2 separate regions of the Anser cygnoides genome follow, and region 1 is linked to region 2. Evidence: chromatin contacts called from public Hi-C data. All regions are on one chromosome and are shown on one strand. The core of a region is the stretch at or near the end of the contact, and the rest is flanking DNA. Distances in the headings are between cores, read along the strand shown. Region 1 holds the start of SH3PXD2B (SH3 and PX domains 2B). Region 2 holds the start of RPL26L1 (ribosomal protein L26 like 1).

Region 1 (5,546 bases), core at 828-3,327, 320 kb before region 2:
CTTCCCTGCAGATGCCCGGCATCCAGCAGTCACTGCTAAACAGAACAAACCAGCACCTGAAGCAGGAGGGATGGCAGCTGTAGCATTTGTAACTCAATTGTCTCACTCAATTCCCATCACCTTGCAGTTTAACATCCATTGCATTGTTTAGCAGGTTTCTGTGCTTCTTTTGTGTGTGTGTTTTTTCATGTCCAGTCACCTCCTGCTGTTTCCCCGTGATCACCTTGCCCAGCCTTTCAGTCCTGAGCTCTTCAGGTTACATCCTCCTCCACCCGGCTCAGCTGCAGTGCCATCAGCAGCTCCCTGTTTCTCTTCTAAGCACATAAAGACCAGTAATTATTTAATTCCTCTCTTACTCCCACTTTCTCCAGTGTTCCTCATCTCCTTGTTATTAGTTTCTTCTCTTACCAACATTATACACAGCTTCTTTCAATGATTTTCTGGTCATCCTTTAGATTATTTATTTGCCCATCTAGCAGGGCTTTAAACCCAGTACAACTCTAGCTGCTTGTGCCTGCAAAATGCCACCCAAGTGATGAAAAGCTACAGTCCTGCCACATGTTGTCTGCCCTGGTGCTTCCCCAGGCTTTGACTCTTAAGTAGCACTCAGGGAGGGGAGCAATGTACAACTGATCCTTCTGTACCCCGTGGTGGCAGTCGGGCATGCCAGCAGGTGCCAGTGGTGAAGTTTCCCCTTCGCACAGTCTAGCATCCTTCTTGTAACCACCTCCTCTGCAGGGGCACAGAAGTCTTGCGCTCAACTGAGGGGAAAGAGGATGAAGATGAGAGCTCTGGGAGGGCAAGGGGGGTGATAAATCCCTGGCAACCTGCCTGCACCTCCCCGATTCTTCATGGTGGCGCGAGCAAAGCTAACAGCATTAAAAAAAAAAAAAAAGGGCCACATTTAAGGAGCTGCCAAGGAGTAAGATGAGTTGTTTATGATTAAATTAAATTCATATGAAAGCTAATGACCTGCCAGCATGAGTCTTGGGTAACTTTATAATGTAATTAAAAGCCCAACAGGGAAGAGGGCTGTGGTTATGCCACGTGTTGAGAAGCTGCTGGGAAGAAGCAGGCCAAGGGTGGTGCTGGTGCAGAGAAGCACCAGGTCGCTGCGTTGTCTTCTCCACTGTTCCAAGGGCATGGCCTGATGGAGTGGGCTGAGAGTGAGAAGTGGGGTGCAGTGGCTCAGCTCCCAGCTTCAGAGGGTACAGAGGTTGTCCTGGGTAAGGCCGTTCTGGTGACCCGATCATACCCACAGCCAACAAAGCCTCTATTTTCTACTCAATTCATTCCCCAAATGCCTTAGGGCTGATGCTGTTGGAAACCACGTCAGCAAATCCTTGGGGGCAGTTCTTACGGGACAAGAGCAGGGTCAAGGATCAAACCCTGGGTGTGGAGCCCAGACACGGGTCCCCCATGTCAGGCAGGAGGCGTCAGCCTGGACCCTCTTCTACCCTCTGCAGCTTCCTACGAAGGCAAACAGCAGCAGATAAGGCCAAAGAAGCCATGCCCTCCTGGAGAAACGGCTAAGTTGCCCCTGACCAGCGCTGGACTGACTCTCGTGCTTTGACATCATCTCGGGTTGCTCTTTTCAAAAAAGAGCAGAAGGGGAAAGAAAGAGGGCAGCCGCAGAGGACTTGCGCTGCCTCACACTCCTTTTTCCACACGTGTTATTAGGAAAAGCACCGCCTGTGGGCTGCCACGGCTTCTGCTTCCCAGCGCTGGACGCTGGGAGCCGTTGAGCAGCAGGCCGCTGACCTTGGTGACTTACAGCGAAAAGCCCGGAGCGGCCGATGCCGCCGCATCCCTGCGCTTCTCCCGTGTCGCACCCACGCCAGCTTTTTCCTTTTTTTTTTTTTTTCCCCCCTGATTTGGGGGCAGGGGACGGCGTGGGGCGGGCAGGCAGAAGCCGGCCGGGTGCCCCCCCGTGCCAGCTGCACCCTTAGCGGGGCGGACACGCGTGGAGGAGCCGGACACGCGTGGGGCCGGCGGACACGCTCGCCCCTTTAAGCGGGCGCTTGTAGGGCCGCCCCGCCGGCTGGGATAGGTCGGGGCGGGCTGGGGCCGCCTCCCGCCTCCGGCAGCGGGCGGGTGGCTGGGCTCGGCTCGGCACGGCTCGGCACGGCACGGCTCGGCTCGGCTGCGAGCTCCGGTCCCGGCTGCGTGCGCCTGTGCCTCCCCCAGCGCCACCGCTCCCCGCCGGGCCCCTGGCGCCGGGCTGCGAGGGGCAGAGGCATGCCCAGGAGGAGCATCGCGGAGGTGAAGGTGCTGGACGTGCAGAAGAGGCGCATCCCCAACAAGCACTATGTGAGTGGCACGGCTCGGCTCGGCACGGCTCGGCACGGCTCGGGGCGCACCCGGCCCGGCCCTGGGCAAACAAAGGGCGGGCGCTGCCGGTCCCCGGGTTGCTCCGGGACGGTGGGAGGAAGAGGAGGAGGAGGAGGAGGAGGAGGGGGCAGCGCTGCTGGGGCTGTCCCGGTACCGGGACCCGTTCCCCACCCGGGCAAAGTGGGGGGAGAACGTGGGTAGGGACGTGTCAGGGGGTGCTGCCGGGACTGGGGCTGCTAGGGCAGCCTGCACCCCTGGAGTCACCCCCGGGAAGTGTCTCTGCCTTGGTGAGGGGCAGCGTTTGTGGGGGGGAGTCAGGAACCTCTTGGCTGCGGGGTCCCTGCACAAGGACCCCCCCCCCGTTTCCATCCTCCTGCACCTGGGACGGTGCCGCTGTCCCCCGCCGAGATGGCTCCGTGCCCGCTGCACCCATGCTGCCCCGCTGTCCTGGGGAGCACATTCCTGCACACTCCAGGGCATCTTCCCAGCAGCTGCGGGGCTGTCTTTTTCTCGAGTTTTTTATTATTATTGTTGTTGTTATTTAGACTTTGGTGCGCTTCCAGGCATCCATGGAGACCTTGTGGGTGAATCTTGGCAGCAACTGTAAAACAAAGACCAAAATGTTCTCCCCGCCCCGTTCGCCTTAGACCGGGGTGACCCAGTGACACACTGCTCGTGTTGCATTTGGGTTACAAGGACGGGCTATGCGCTCGGCTGGAGTGCCTCGTGTCAGCACAGCCAGGCAGCCTGAGCTCTGTGCAGATCAGGGTTTTTTTTTTTGGGTCCCCCCAGCTGGCTTGTGGTGGTCAGCAACAGTCAGAGGAAAGCGAAAGAACAAGCTGGCTGTAGCCAGGATTGAGGAGAGGGTAAACAGGGCCGATGTCCCCTCTTTGCACCCAGAGAAGCGCCTTAGCTCTGTGATGTGGTGGCCACCACCCAACCCCTTATCGCCCCTTCCTCCTCTCCTGCCTTGTCTGTGGTTTTATCAGCGTCTGGCCGAGCCTGGCCCCAGCTCCAGATGTGCCCCCTTCCTGCTCTGTCCACCCCAGCCTTACTCACCCTAGCTGGGCTGTGCATCAGGTCCGGAGGAACACGTACGTGAGGAGGTTTGATGAGTTGCGTGTGCTTGTGTTTGTCTTGGCAGATCTGTTGCTTCGCCCTCAGGTCCCGTAACGGGTGTGCTGGGGTTGCCTGGGGCTGCTCCTCCCTTTTCTCTTCTGGACCTTTTTGTACTTTGCAGGGGCTGAGGGCACCTCACAGCCCTTGGGCTCCTGCTGTCCCTCCAGATCCGAGTCCCCACTGCTGGGAAATGCAACCCACGGGCTGGGCACCGTCCCGTTTGGGCACCATCCCTGCTCGCCTGCCAGGGTTCCCGCACAGCTCCGCAGCGGGGAGGCGGGTGGAGTTGGGCATAGCACAAATAATCCTATTGGGCTGGAAAATGGGGACAGCAGTGTTTATGAAGACGTACCGCTGGGTGGGTGCAGCGGGGCGGCAGCTCCCGCGGCCGGATCCTGAGCGTGCAGAGGAGACGGCGGAGAAGCGTCTGCACAGAGCTCATGACAGTCAGCTGTGCAGCTCGGCTGCTTGGCTGCCCGCTCCCTTCTCCACTTGCGGCTCGAGTCCTCTGCCTCTAATCTTTCCCTGTACTTGTCTTGGACCCAAACTCGGCCATGCGAGCCAGGGCGGGCTGAGCCCGGGGAGGGGCAGGCAGCGGCCTCCCTGCAGCAGTGCTGGAGTAAACGGGAGCGCTCGCCTCGCTGGAGGGGATCGATAGGAACGAGGCAGATCCACAAAGCCAGTTAATTATATGGAATCAAAACCTTTTTTTTTTTTTTCTCTCCCCTTCCTCTGCGAAGAGAGGCAGAGGAGGGGCAGCAAATCCCGGCTGAGTCATCTCACTTTAGACTGTATCTGTTGGCAAACAGCAAAGCGAAGTCAACCACGAAGTCTGTGTGCTAAACCTTTGCTCGCTCGCTTCTGCTCTCCGAAATAAATGTGCTCTCTGCCATCCCTGGAGGCAGCAGCTTGCGGGGAGCCCTGTGGCTTTTCCTCCCGCTGCCTCTGCTCTGCCCGACCCGCGGCTGACCTGTAACGCTCGGGTCTGGCCTCCGCTCTGCATCCGTGAGGCTTTTCTTTTGTGCTGGACAAAGGTGCAGTTGTGTCGGCTGCGTGAGGCCACAGCAAAAAACCGTGACATTCCACTTTCCCAGAGAAGTGATAGCAAACCAGCGTTTCAGAGTCCTTGTTTATTCCTGCGGTGGGGTGATTTTGAAGAGGCCAGCTCTGTTTGGGCTGGCAGGGTTCACCCATCACCTCGGTAATCGATACAGAGAGCGTTGTGCAACCGAGACAAAAACTTGTGCTTTTGCAAGCTCTGATGTGAAGCAGGAGACGCATTTCCTAAGCTGGGGGAGGGGGTGGTTTTGAAGTATTTGCCTGTCTTATCAAAAAGTGATCAAATGCCATTTCGGTGCTGGGCAGTAGCGTTTCTCCCTGTGTTTCCCGGTGCTGCTCGTCCATAAGCACAGCTCACCCTCCATCCCTGCCTCGGCCTTTCACCCTCAAACGCCTCCGAGTTTCGCAGCCCTGCGAGAAATGTCACATGTAACAGTTTCCAGGGACAGAAGCTGCACAGGGCCTCTGTGTTTCCATCCTTTCCTAACCCTTCGTGGCCCATTCCCAGCTGGCTGATGCTGCTTTTCTGGCTGGAAGAGGCCAGGGGTTGCTCAGACGGAGGCAGAGCCAGGAGCAGCATCGCTCCCTGATGCAGGGCTCTGCCCTGCACGAGGATAAGGACCCCACGAGATGCATACCGGTGGGTGGGGGTACCCAAACGCTAGCTTTAACGTGTGCTGTGCCAGGATTTAACTGGGGACCCTAATGCTGCCCAGTGTTCTTGTGCACCTTGCCAGTCAAGTGCATCTGTTTGTGCATTTTCCCGGTGGAAGAGAGACAGTGCTGCTGTCTCGCTCCTTTTGTCCCTGCAGCTAGCCTTGTACTCCTGGAAGGTTTTTACTGCTGTAGTGTTGGCATGGTGTGAGGCCAACACGTCTGCCTCCTGTTCTTGTCAAACCAACTCAGATTGTACAAGGAGAAGGGCTAGGAGGGGAAGGAAAACCTAGATTCTTGCTCCAAGTGATAGGAGCCTCGAGTTTGCTCTTCTAGCTGTGAAACCCTTTTTCGGTGTATTGTTGTTGCACCTTCTCTCCTGA
Region 2 (5,420 bases), core at 1,185-3,684:
TTTGCTTATAGCATGTGAACTTGATGGATTACAGGGATGCAATGTTAATATCTTAGCAGGGCATCCTTCTGGGTGATGCAAGAGAAGATTCCTGTAGCACAGCGGATTGTGCTGTCAGTTTTCTGAAATTTCTTCCCTATTATAATTTCTTCAACACAAACTAGAAAAAGTTGATTGCAGATTCCTGCGTGTTTCTTGCCCCCAGTGTGTGATTTCTGCCCTTCTCCCCCATCCTCTATCTGAATTAAACGCTGCCTTCTGCGCAGTCCAGGCCAGTTCTTTAAACCAGATCAGTGAAATTGTTTCACTTTTTTTGGAAATAACAGATTGCATACTTCAGTGTGCTTGCTTTCTCTGCCAAAATGTCCACTGCAATAATGTAATAAATCACTTTTTTTTTTTTTTCCTAAATGTGGAAACCAAATTATAATAAAGTTCTGGCAAAACTGCTGAAGAAACAGTCTGCACCTTAGTTCTCTAAGCCAGGTCTAAGCCTCTGAGCACTGCCAAGCCAAGGCTGACTTTGGGTCTGCTGGCCGTTGTGGCATGCTTGTCCTTCAGGCATGGCTGGCTTGGATCAGGTAATGTTGCTGCATCGTGTGTTTACAGAAGAATTTGCTCTTCTCTCCAAATGTGAAAGCGCGGTGGTTACTGTTGCAGCAGGCCTGCCCCGTGCATACATGTGTCATTAGATTTCACTTCTATTCTCAGACATTTTCTAGAGATAAAATGAGCGTAGTTATGCTTTTAAACATCAGTGAAAACAACAATAATCTCAAGCCATAGTGGAAGGAAAACTGTTGATTGTAGGTGTTAATTCATCTTCTTGACTTTGCTCTTTCAAATCAGTATTTTGACAGAAGTATTTGTGGTTCTCCAAGAACGACATCCCTGTAGGAAGTAAAACATTTAGAACTTGTGTATATTCTGGTTTAAATAAACCTCTTTGAAGCTGCGCTTCATCATACAATGAGAACTTGCAGCACGGGATGCTTTGTGATGGTGGAGTCAGAATTTCAGCTCTAGGGGAAGCTGTAAAGCTGTGCTTTGGCATGTTCAAGAACTATGTGGACTGCTAAAGTGGTTTTGTTTTTTTTAAGAAAATGGAAATTGAGAAGAAAAAAATTGAGATGCATTTATGAATGTTTGATGTATCAAGTATTTGCATTTAACTACTGCTCTGTAAAAGTGAAATCTGCAGTGTAGATGGTAATGTTTATAGCTAATTTTCTGACTATTTCTCGTTTAAAGTTGCTTTCTGGTTGTGTGATACGCAGACTTTTGGGGCTGAAAATGACTGCAACGAGTATCTGCTTTAGAACAGCCCTTTGAAGTTCCAGATGAAATGTGGCGATGAGGTATTTCTCAATAGTCCTGGGAAGGAGGGGGAGAGGGGCAGGGTTTGCAGTCCTGTAACGTGGTGTGGCAATGTTTAAAGCACAAGTCTTGCATTTTTACAGTGGAGTTTATTAGGGAGTTCTCGCATTTCCCTTTTAATTTGCAACCTCATGTTAATAAAATACTAGACTTTTTAGTTCTACAATTAAAAATAAATCTCTCGTGTTTTGATTGGCTTCTTGTTGCACTGCCATTGCAAAATCAATCTGAAAGGGTTTTTTCGTTTGTTTTTAATTATTGTTCCAATGAACTAAGCGTTATCGCGCAATGAAATCACTGTAAGCCAGGTCACTCTGCCGAAAGTTAACGCGAGGCTCTTTTGCAATCAGCCCTGACTCATGTCTGGACGTTCAGTGCTCGGTTTTGAACGGTACCAAGTGTCCTAACCTCAGGTTGGTTTTTTTTTGTTTTTTTTTTTTCCCTTTTGTTTTTTTAAATGAGGTGCGTGGATTTTGCTTGGAACTTGCTGGTTTTGGCTTTACTCACGCGGTGAGTTGGTATGTAAAATAACCCCTTTTTTGCCTCCCCCCAACCTTTTAATTTCCTTCTCGTCTTGCTTCACTAAGTATTTAGAAATCACACTGAGGTAATTATGGAAGATTAAATTGCGAAGGGTTACGACAGACTGAACATGGGCGCTGTGTATCCGCACCACATTAAGTAATTACTTATTTTTAACTGGGGGGCTGCGCGTGCCTTGCTCCTGCCCTACACCGCCTGCCTGAGGGACGGGACCCCCCGCACCCCCTTTTGGGAATCAGCTCCCCAGCTCCGAGGGGAGACGCTTCATTTCTACCAGAATTGAACAATTGGGAATAATTTACTAGAAAACAAAGCGGGTTGGGGGGGGGAAATAAAAAAGGAGTGCCCCCCTGAGGCAGCGGGGTTGGGGGGGGGGGGGCTGGGGCCGGGCCTCGGCGCCTCAGGGGAGCCCTCAGGGGGCCCGGGAGGGGCGGGGGAGAACCGCCCGCGTGGCCACGCCCCCTCTCGCCTGGCCACGCCCCCAGCCCCACGTGGCCGCGCCCCCGCCCGTCTCAGCCCCCGCCGTTGGCCTCCGGCCGCCAGGGGGCGCTGCTCGCGCCCGCTCCTCTCGCGAGCTCTCGCGCGAACCCCGCTGCCTCTTGCCGGAAGCGGAAGTGCTTCCCTCTCCTCTTTCCGGCCGAGCGGCGCGGCGGCAGCAGCGGGGTGAGGGCGCCGCGGGCGGGCCGCGGGCATCCGCCGCCATCCGCCGGTATCGGCCGGCATCCGCCGCGGCTGGGGGCGGGCCGGGGCCGGGACCGGGCCCCGCTGCCGGGGTTGGGCGCCGCTGGGCCTGGAGGGGCCGCTCGCTGGCCGCCGCTGAGCCCGGGGCTGTCCCGGCCTGCAGCCCGGGCTGCCTGCTCAGGCGGGGCCCGGCACCGGCACGGGGCGGTGCGCGGCGGCGAGCGGGTGGGTGGCAGGCTCCGCGCTGACCTGGCTGATTTAGGGGTCTTCCGTAGTGGAAGGCTGCGATCTTCTGGTTAGCAGTGGGCGGAGGCTTGCCGCGGGCAAGCAGAAGCACCCGGGGGGCAGCCTGTCGGTCAGGGCAGAGCTGTGCTCTGATAGACAACCTCAGGGTGGTTATTAAGGCTTAGGAATGGCCAAGCGCAGTTTGTTTAACAAATCTGTTACGTGCTGCAAAGTCTAGTAGTACACTGCGCAGGCAGCCTCTAAGCGTTACAGGTATTCTATCTGTGCGAGTGTGAAATGTGCGCTCACTTCATAAATAAAGCAAACGTTTACCTTGGTGTAAAATTAAGACTACTCGATCAGATGTCCTGCACTCTGAGTACACTTAGCTTTGGGTTAGAAAGAATGGTCGCATGCACACATAGAGCACTTCTGTCAATCCACAGTGTCATTGTCACTCATGGAAGAGGCTGAAACCTTTGAAATGCAGTTTATAAAATTACACAAATCGGGAGTAGGAATAAAAACAGCTGAAGTGAGCTTTTAAGTTTTAGCGTACTTAGCGTAGGCAGACAGTAGCACGAATGCCTTTGAGTTACAAGCTTCTCAAAGTACTGTTTTTCTTCCTGCAGCCAAAATGAAGTTCAATCCATTTGTGACCTCAGACCGCAGCAAGAACCGCAAACGGCACTTCAATGCACCTTCTCACATCCGAAGAAAAATAATGTCCTCCCCGCTCTCCAAGGAGTTGCGGCAGAAATACAACGTCCGCTCGATGCCCATCAGAAAGGACGATGAAGTCCAGGTATCTTTCAGGCTGTACTGTCACGCTTGAAGTTTATTCATATTTTGTTTTCCACGACAAATTCAAATCGATGCCACGGCTTTACCATGAGTCTTGTAAAAATAATACAAGTTAACGTAATCATAGGTTTGTCCTGTTGAATATTTCTTGAGACACAACCAGTGAGAAGGAAGGTAAAAGGAACATAAACGTGGCAGTAGAAGTATGTGCATTGTTCACATGCGTGATTTAGTTGCATGCATTGATTATCACTCTGGATTAAAGACTTTAAACAATAAGGCAAAGAATTGTTTGTTTTCTTTCTGTAGACTGTTTGCTACCAGTGATATGGGAAAGATCAGTTTAGAAATGAATGGAGTTAGGTGGCCTTTTTGTTTTAAAATGTAATGATAGAAGAGAAGTTAGGATGAAAAACAGTTGGGGTTGACTGTTACCTTTCCGGTTGAAAAGAGTTGAAGTTACTTGATCAGGGCTTACTGCAGGCAAAGTGAGTGAAAAGTACAGTTCTGATCCATTGTATTTTCCATTTTAGTGATCAGCTAAATCCAGTAACTGGTAGCTTTCTGGCATGAGCAGAGTTGGGAGCTCAACCCGTGCAGTTCTGGTTTTCTGATGGGATAATTAAGTTGTGTTTGCTAAGGCCGGGTGATTGTTACAGGGGTGTTTTGGAAGTATTGGGAACGTGTGCCTTCTGTGTGCTCCTGCAGGTTGTCCGGGGGCATTACAAAGGACAGCAGATCGGCAAGGTGGTCCAGGTGTACAGGAAGAAGTACGTCATCTACATCGAACGTGTGCAGCGCGAGAAGGCCAACGGCACGACTGTGCACGTGGGAATCCATCCTAGCAAGGTACAGGGTGTAAAGTGACATCTGCGGTGCAAAAAGAGGCCTTGCTGCCACATGAAAAATCTGCTGCTTGCTTAAGTAGAACCTTGTTACGGCACATGGAGTAACGGATTGAGATTGATTGGGATGGGCGTTAATAAAGAAAAGTTACAGGGTCACGGTAGCAGGGAAGTAATGGTTGGAACCGGGAGCTCTCAGATATTTCTGAGGCTTATTTGGTGGAGAAGTTGCAACAGACTTCAGAGTGTTCCTAAAGTGCTTTTTGGAAGAGCTTGGCGATTTTAAAGCACAAATAGTTATTTTTTTGTTTGATTGTTTTGGGAACTGATCATTTAGAACAACTCTTCATTGTTGCTGTGTGGCACTGCACTGACTAAGGAAGTGTTGGAAATGTTTGGGTAGATGCTCAGAACTGTGGTTTGTTCTTGTGGCTGTTATGCGCTAATTTTGCCTGCATCTAGTTTTAGCCTGAAGTGTTTCACAGCGTTCAGAGTTAGCGAAAACCAGGCAAAGCCTGTTTAGATCATAATAGCAAAACATTTCCAATTAAACAGAACAACTAGCCAGAAACCTAGTTTGAAGCAGATGAAATGAGTCTGCCCCAAACCTGTCATGTGGGCACGGGTATCGAAGTGCTGGTGGAGGAAATCCAGTTGTAGCAGGTTTTCTGGTCTGAAGGGTTGGTGTGTACGGGAGAGGCAGAGCAGAATGATTCCAAAACAGCCTAATGGCTTGTGTGCAGGAACAACATCTGAGGTACAAGGTGACACTGAGGGAACCAGCGTACCTGCAGTTGGACGTTACTTCCCTGATAAATAGCAGTGGGAGAAATTGAGGTTGGTGCTGGTCCTGCGTTTCTGTGAGCGCTCTCCCTAACTGGGAATTGGACCTCGGGAAAGCTTTGTATGCGGATTCGAGTTGTTAGTGCATGGGAACAGGGGAAC

What was found. A called contact is a pair of places that touch in the nucleus more often than the background predicts.
Region 1: a contact with region 2 is called in a Hi-C map of liver, with 2.8 times the contacts expected there. The contact joins the promoter of SH3PXD2B here to the promoter of RPL26L1 in region 2. A contact is called at or near these places in 3 of 7 Hi-C or Micro-C datasets (granulosa cells and liver).

What each region holds. Positions count from the first base shown.
Region 1 is chr14:10,845,618-10,851,163 of Taihu_goose_T2T_genome, reverse strand. SH3PXD2B (SH3 and PX domains 2B) reads left to right here and starts at 2,077. Exons shown (of 15, transcript XM_067005564.1): 1 at 2,077-2,310. The coding sequence starts at 2,239.
Region 2 is chr14:10,528,651-10,534,070 of Taihu_goose_T2T_genome, reverse strand. RPL26L1 (ribosomal protein L26 like 1) reads left to right here and starts at 2,434. Exons shown (of 4, transcript XM_048080352.2): 1 at 2,434-2,583; 2 at 3,459-3,631; 3 at 4,339-4,479. The coding sequence starts at 3,464. ERGIC1 (endoplasmic reticulum-golgi intermediate compartment 1) reads left to right here. Exons shown (of 10, transcript XM_048080351.2): 10 at 1-1,096.